Linked DNA regions of Hordeum vulgare: region 2 is linked to region 1. Evidence: chromatin contacts called from public Hi-C data. All regions are on one chromosome and are shown on one strand. The core of a region is the stretch at or near the end of the contact, and the rest is flanking DNA. Distances in the headings are between cores, read along the strand shown. Region 1 holds the start of LOC123445213 (small ubiquitin-related modifier 1). Region 2 holds the start of LOC123440687.

Region 1 (3,792 bases), core at 1,223-3,722:
TGGTTACTGGTTGAGGAATTGTGGGAAGGGTAACAGCACATACCTCATCAGGGGTCTGCTCGGTACGGAGCCTGCGACCGTCAAACAGGAACGCGATGGCACTCATATCCACAGACTGGCGGTCACAGTAGGCATTCATCAGCTTCTTCAGCTGGGTCGATCTCTTGATGCGAAAGAACACCTCATTGCCATCCTGCACACACCAGGGGGTCAGAAAGGTGAGACTAGGCAGACTGATGCAGCAAGCTAAGCAGACTATTAAATATGCAATGTGAGAAGTAAAAGCAGACATCAACACATCATCCTACTGTAACTACTGAAATAACACAATCATCAACTGCAAAATTCCTGCAACATGGAAACATACTTGCACCAAGCAGTGCATGCTTTCAGTTTGATCACTGAATGTAGTCTGTTTTTACCAAGAGGTGCTGCTAACCAGTATCTAGAGTACTACCTTTTTTAATTTTAAATGATGTTGTGACACATGTTCATACGAGGGTATTACAACAAATGTATTTTTTTAACATGAAACCAAGTATTATGAAAAAAAAATCTGATGCCTTGGTATTCACAAAGGGATATATTAAGGGATGGATAAACAAGTCATGACAGGCCAAAGTACCCAACTACCCGAAAAAGTATCTGATGCTTTGGCCTCTAAACCCAAATACCCGAAAATAAACATATTGTTCGGACATTCTACAATAAACCACCCTATTATTTGGTTTGGATGGCTTTGCCAACTGCAAGTTACTAAAATATGTCTAAACTGGTAACAGAATAGAGATGCTTCAAAAGAAACTTTTGCCTAACTATTTGATCTGAAAGTGTTCGTTCTGGTGGACACTTCGACAGAGACAGTGACCAATGTATGATAAATTCTCACTGTTGACAATTTTTGCTACCAAAAACTGTTTCAATCACCTTCATTTGATGAAAGCAATACTAGAGTTGTTCTGATTAAACCAAAAAAAAAAAGGCTCATACTGTCCTTCAATTAGCAAGCATATTTTTAAGACAATTTTTCAAACCAAACAACCTCAATTTTTTTGGTTGGCAAGCTTTACAAACTTGTCACTACCAACATCTGTCTATTTGACATTATACTAACAGAATAGAGATGCTTAAAACAGAACTTTGTCCTAACAATGTGGTCTGAAAGTAATCGTTCTGGTAGTCACTTCAACAAGACAGTGATCAACGTATATTATATAAGACTGTTGATAACTTTTGTTACCAGAAACTGGATTCAATCACTTTCATTTGATGAAAATGTTCAGCAACACTATGGTTGTCCTAATTAAACCAGAAAAAACAAAAGCCTCGCGCTGTCCTTAAATTAGCAAGCATATTGTTAAGACACTTTTTCAAACCAAACAACCTCAAATTTGTTGGTTTGGCAAGCTTTACCAATTTGTCACTACAAACATCTGTCTATTGACATTATACTAACAGAACAAAGAAGTTCACATAAAACTTTTGCCTAACTATTTGGTGCGGAAAAGTGTTACTGCTGGCAGTCACTTCACAACTGTAGATTACCAACAATGACCAGTAATAAACTAGATTCTCTGTCAAAGTTTTGCCAACAGAAACTGGATTCAATCACCTCCATTCGATAAAAGCTCACTAGCACTACAATTTTCCATGTGAATGAATACAGAACATAAAAACATTTGACATGCTCAAAGAGCTCACTGACAACAGCATACAATGGTTGCAACAAAACGGTATCTACCTGACAAAAGAACAAAATAGGACCACGTTAACAGAAAATTGGCTTGCTTCACTGTTCAGCAGACAAAACGCCGGCACAGAAGGCACATCTTACTGCAAAATATTCTGAAGCGATAAGGCAGGCAAGGATCCCGGTGTTGGGTTCTAGTGTTTCATCTTGCTACTGTTGCCCCATTGTTTACCCCCAAAAGAGAAACCCGGCATCTGGATGTGTTTTCTCTATTCTTCAGAGTTCAATCATAAGATAACGCAGGCTTATCAATCATCTACATGTACGTCGTGCACTGGCGATTCCACGGACGCGCAGATGGCAGGAACTACTGGGATGGCGTGTCCCTGATCCAAAACCAGAGCGGCCTACGCGATTCTACAAGGGAATCTATATCCTTGGACACCTAGGGACAAAGAGCGATGGCGACTAGGGAAATCTGAAGATGGGCACAGAGGAGGGAAGCAGGCAGAGAAGGAAGGAAGGAACCGGGGGGACGGACCTGTCCCTTGACCTTGAGGTTGATGTGGGCGCCGCCGCCCTCGCCCGCCGGCTTCTTGTCCTCCTCCCCGCCGGGCGTCGACATCCCCTCGGTGGCCCCTCGCGGGTCGTAGGATCGATCTGCAGCAGCGTCGCCGGGAGGAACGAACGAGGAAGGTCCGGCGATCGCGGCTGCTGGTGTTTTCTCGGGGTGTGCCGCCGGGAGCAGGCGGACCCGGCGGATCTTATAGGGCGGCTGCTCAGAGCCGGATTTGATAACGGGCCCTCGCGTCCGCGATCCCTTCCCCTTCCTCTTCCTCTGCAAGCCTGCGTGTGTGGGCCGCGTAGCTCCGCGCGTCCGATGGATTGACGGGCTACGGCGCGGGCTGTTCGGGAACCCACCAATCCGCCCGTCCGCCTGTCGCCTCGTGGGCCGCGCGTGCGTGATTCACACGCGGGAATCGGGACCGATGCCGCGGGTCCCATACAATCCGTGAGTCTTTTTTTCTGAGACGATTTTAAAAAGGAGGCTGCTACGCATCCACGTGTGAATGTTTAGTAAATATCCGTCACCTCGACGACTGTTCGATCTATGTGCGTAACCGTTCGATCCGTGCGTGCTGGACACCCAATAATTTTTAAAACGACGACCGAGTTACAGAAACAATCACTTTGTTGCGAAAAAATAAACTTTGGACCCATTAATTACTGAAACAACGGTCTAGTTCCAGAAACAATCGTTTTTTTGCAGAATTTTTTTCTTCGTCTTTCTGCAGCATAGGTGTTGTTGCGGGAGAAATTTTGCAACACACGTCATATTGCAGAAAACTTTTGCAATAAAAGGTCATGTTGCAGAAATTTTTGCAACCGTTGTTGGTGCGGCTAGCAGTGTGCGGAGGGCCCGCCGGCGTGGGGGGCGAGCGGCTGGCGGCGTGGGGGGGGGAGGGGAGGGTCGGTTGGCATCAGGGGCGGAGGGGCTGCGACGGGAGCGGCTTCGCGGGACGGGGTGGGGGAAGGATGGGGGGAGGGAAGGGCCGACCGACATCGGGGACGGAGGGTGTGCGGCGGGGGGCGGAGGGTCGGCCGACGTCGGGGCGAGCGGCCGGCATCGGGGGCGTAAGGAAGGGTGGGACGACATCTGGGGCGTAGGGCCGGGCGGAGGAAAGCGGGATGGCGCGGATCCGACGACGCTAGGCGGCGTGAGGCACCGGCCGTTGGCGGCTCAGCTCCTCCATGGCACGTGGCGATGGGGACTCGTCGGGAACGGGCGGAGGAGAGCAGGACAGAGGTGAGGAGCCCCAGCTTCAGGACCGCTTTCCTGAAACAATGCTCGAGTTTCAGGAAACCACTATAAGAAATATGTCAACTAACGACCTTCTGGCAGTGACGCTGGCAGAAATGGTCGTAAATCTACGATCATTTAAGACCAATTGGTCGTAAGCTGTCCGGAGGGGTCCTAACCCCAAAAACTAACAACCATTTTCATCAGAAAGGTCGTAACTTCCTAACTGGAAATGGTCGTAAAGCGGACAACACCGGCCACTACCTTATTTCTAGTTGATAATGACCAATATAAATAGCTA
Region 2 (3,567 bases), core at 977-3,476, 230 kb after region 1:
AATGTTTATAAAAATTTCAGTAATTTTGAAAAACGTTTATCAAATTTGAAAAAAAGATAACCCGTGTTCAAAAAAAGTTCAACAAATTTGAAAAAAATCCATCGAAATTAAAAAAAAATCATTGAAATTTTAAAAAAGTTCACCGAATTAAAAAAGAGTACATTAATATTGAAAAAAGTCATCAAATTTTTAAAAAGTTCACCGATTTAAAAAAGAGTTCATTATTTTTGAATTTTTTTTATCTAATTTGAAAAAGTTCATCAAATGGGAAAACGCACCGAGGCTATCGTTTCCGTCGAAAAACCCACCGAGGTGATTTTACAAAAAAAACCTTGCTGTTTATGACATTAAACTCGTAGTATATATTAAATGTTTTTTAAAATACTCATATCTTTTAAACCATAACTTCAAATTTAACATATTATATATGGAATTTGATTAGAAAAATTTGTAGAATTTAAATATGATATTATTTTATCTGTTAAACGTTTAATAAAAATACTATCTAGGGTGAAATCTTAATAAATAAGTCATTATTCGTCTTTCTTTCATACCGGTACTCATCCGGGTTGGGGATGAACACGTCAACAAAATCAGGATTAGAGATGAAACTGAAGGTCACTTGACTGATTCTTCGTACGTATTAAATCTACATGCAAGCCGTGTTAAAATAGAAGACCTGTGAAATTTTGAACTGCATTTTTGTAGGATAAGACCATCTTTATTTGTATCGTAACTATAAATTCTCACATTATAGACATTTTTTATAAATTAAGAGCATGTGCCGTGTGGTATTTATTTCTCCCGTTGTAACGCATGGGTCCTTTTGCTAGTAAGCAATAAAAAGTAAATAATTAAATCAACCTCATCCTAGTACGTGTCCGGATTGTTTGCACGTCGTCTTGGAAACCGGTTGTCCCTGGTCTGAATCCCACCGACAACATAACTTGTGGAGTATTAAAATACACAGTATAATGGGCCGGCCCATCATAGGATAATATAAGCGTCAGTTTGCGAAAATGCACACAAACGGGTGCCTGCAGCGTTAAATAGGAAACGCCGAGACAGGGGGGCGAGCAGGGCCTGGCCCCCCTATCGATCCAGACTTTGCTTACCAGCTACGCAGTAATTAGAGATAAACTCTTCGTGATGGGCTGCTGGCCCCCCAAAATCTAATTAATGCAAACTCTCTAAAGAAATGTCCATAGGAAGGCCCACTCTAGGCCTACTCCGCTCCCAGGCTATCACGTTAAGTGCCCATTCCCGTCAGCTACCCCCATACGGTTTCTCCCAATCTGATTGAGGCGGCGCCGCCGCGACGCAGCAGTCATCATTTCTGAAGACCCAAGAAACTACCGCCGTGAGTGCTCATCAATTCTTCAGAATTTGGTGAGTATTTCTGACTACATTCTATACTCTAAATTTTGCATATATATGTACCAATTGAGGCCTAGTTGCTGCTTGCTTTGCATTGTGGTTGTATTGCATTATTTGATCGTTTAATCATGAAATCACAGTAAAGTAGTAGTATTCCTTGTGTAATGAACTAATGTGTGAAGTTAGCTTGATAATGATAATTAGTTACTATAAGTATGAGTGTACCTGACATTTTTGTTATTTGTAATCATAGAGCAATTCAAAATAAACAAGTGTGACTATATTTTTATAGTCCGAAGCAATACATCATATTATCCTCTCGGGGACATCTGATATTATCATTGTAATACTCTCTTCGTTTTTAAATATAAGACCTTTTAGAGATTACATTATAAACTACATACGAATGTACATAGACATATTTTAGATATGTAGATTCATTCATTTTGTTCCGTATGTAGTCTTTTAGTGAAATCTCTAAAAGGTCTTATATATTGAAACGGAGGGAGTATTTTTCTTTTACACTAGAAATTTTTATTCAGCTTGCCCTGCCCCCCCCCCCCCCTAAATCCTGGCTCAGCCTTACTGGCAATAAGATTTAAAACGAACCTTATTAATTTTGTTTCCGTTGCAACGTCAGGGCTTTTTTGCTAGTATTTTTAAAATAAATGAATATTGGGCCAACCGAAGGAGCGCACTAACAATCGTCACAGCGCCAATGTGCGCGTTTGCTCACCCATTGTTGTCCAAGGTTCGGCCCACACTCCGACACAACGCGCCAGCAGCAACGGCGGCGGCGGCGGCGAGAAAGCAACCAGAGCGTACGCCATTGTTCCGCTCCCTCTCCCCCCCCCCCCCCCCCCCCTCTCCCTGATCTAACCAGCGATAGTGCGAGGCAGAAGCGCCGCCGATGGCTTCGCCGTCGCTCCTGACAGTGCACCTGCGCGGGTCTGCTTCGCCGCCCGACGCCGCCTCGTCGGTGGCGATCGAGGTGGAGGGAGGTGACGGGGTGGACCTCGCGCAGGTGGGCCTCGCGCTGGGGCTGGACCCGGCCACCGTCGGCCTCAACGGCTACTTCCTCAGCTGCGGCTCTGGCTACGTCTCCTTGGCGGTCACCTGGGGCGAGCTCCTCTGCTTCTTCGCCGCGGGCGGGCAGCCCACGGGTGCCGACCCCTCCGCGCCCGTCGCCGTCGATGGCGGGCCCGCGCCTTCGCCCCCAGGTGCGCCTCCCTTTCTGTCCTATGACTTAGTACTAGAGAAGCACAGAGCAACTGCTATCCTGTCAATTTTCGGCAATCAAAGCTACATTTTGCAATCGAGAGGGGAATCGAAGCTACATTTACCAACCTCTTGCTCTCTGATTCCCTGAAGTTTTTGCTCCGTTAATGTAGTATAGCAGAATTCCCGCGAAAAAAACGAACTAGTGAAATAATTGTTCAGGGTCCAATTGTTCAGTTCAAAATATAAGTACACAATATGCAGGTAGTACTAACTTGGATATTGATTATCAGTAAAGGGCGTTGGAATATGGAACTGTCCCAGCATCGAGCAACTCAACTATACTGTTCCTGATTTTGTGACTTTTGACACTATATGACCTCATAGATTCACAACCTTTTGCATATGGTTGTTGCGAAACAGTTATCTCATATCAAGTGTTATTTCTCAATGACCAAGTACAATACTTAGCAGCATTTCCTGATCATACGATTCAGTACGTTATATTTTCAGTGCTAGAAGAACGCCTTTATGTCTACTGCACTTGCAGAAGTTAAATACAATGTGATATTTCAACGAAATTTTGGTCTGAATCTGCAATTGGTATCTCTGTTAGAGCCCAGAGTTCTTCTGTCCACAAAGCGAAAGTCTGGGTTAGAGACCGAAAATGGTTCCAAGAAGTGCAAGCTCCAACACAATAGCTCATCGCAGTCAAAAGCTGTCGAAGAGCTACTTACCGATGTGATCACCCTTGGTTTGAAGAGAAGACTCAGATTGGACGAGGCTAGTCCATCTAAGAAGACTAAACAAGTAGACTACAGCTCAGGCTCTGGTGAGTGGCAACTGAGAACTAAACAAATCTCTCAAGAATCTTAACCAGTTATTTATATTCACCAATAATCTACAAAATATTCTGAAATCTGAAAGGTTCTTGTTTGGTTTATTGCATTGGTTGGTTATAATCAATGGAGT

Evidence for each region. Hi-C and Micro-C count contacts between places; a contact is called where the count stands out from the background.
Region 2: a contact with region 1 is called in a Hi-C map of seedling, with 3 times the contacts expected there. The contact joins the promoter of LOC123440687 here to the promoter of LOC123445213 in region 1. A contact is called at or near these places in 2 of 6 Hi-C or Micro-C datasets (leaf and seedling) and 1 of 1 datasets of contacts at active chromatin or transcription factors (embryo).

What each region holds. Positions count from the first base shown.
Region 1 is chr3H:571,971,545-571,975,336 of MorexV3_pseudomolecules_assembly, forward strand. LOC123445213 (small ubiquitin-related modifier 1) reads right to left here and starts at 2,473. Exons shown (of 3, transcript XM_045122171.1): 1 at 2,232-2,473; 2 at 44-193. The coding sequence starts at 2,315.
Region 2 is chr3H:572,203,660-572,207,226 of MorexV3_pseudomolecules_assembly, forward strand. It overlaps LOC123440687, which reads left to right and starts at 2,227. Exons shown (of 3, transcript XM_045117244.1): 1 at 2,227-2,597; 2 at 3,212-3,427. The coding sequence starts at 2,288.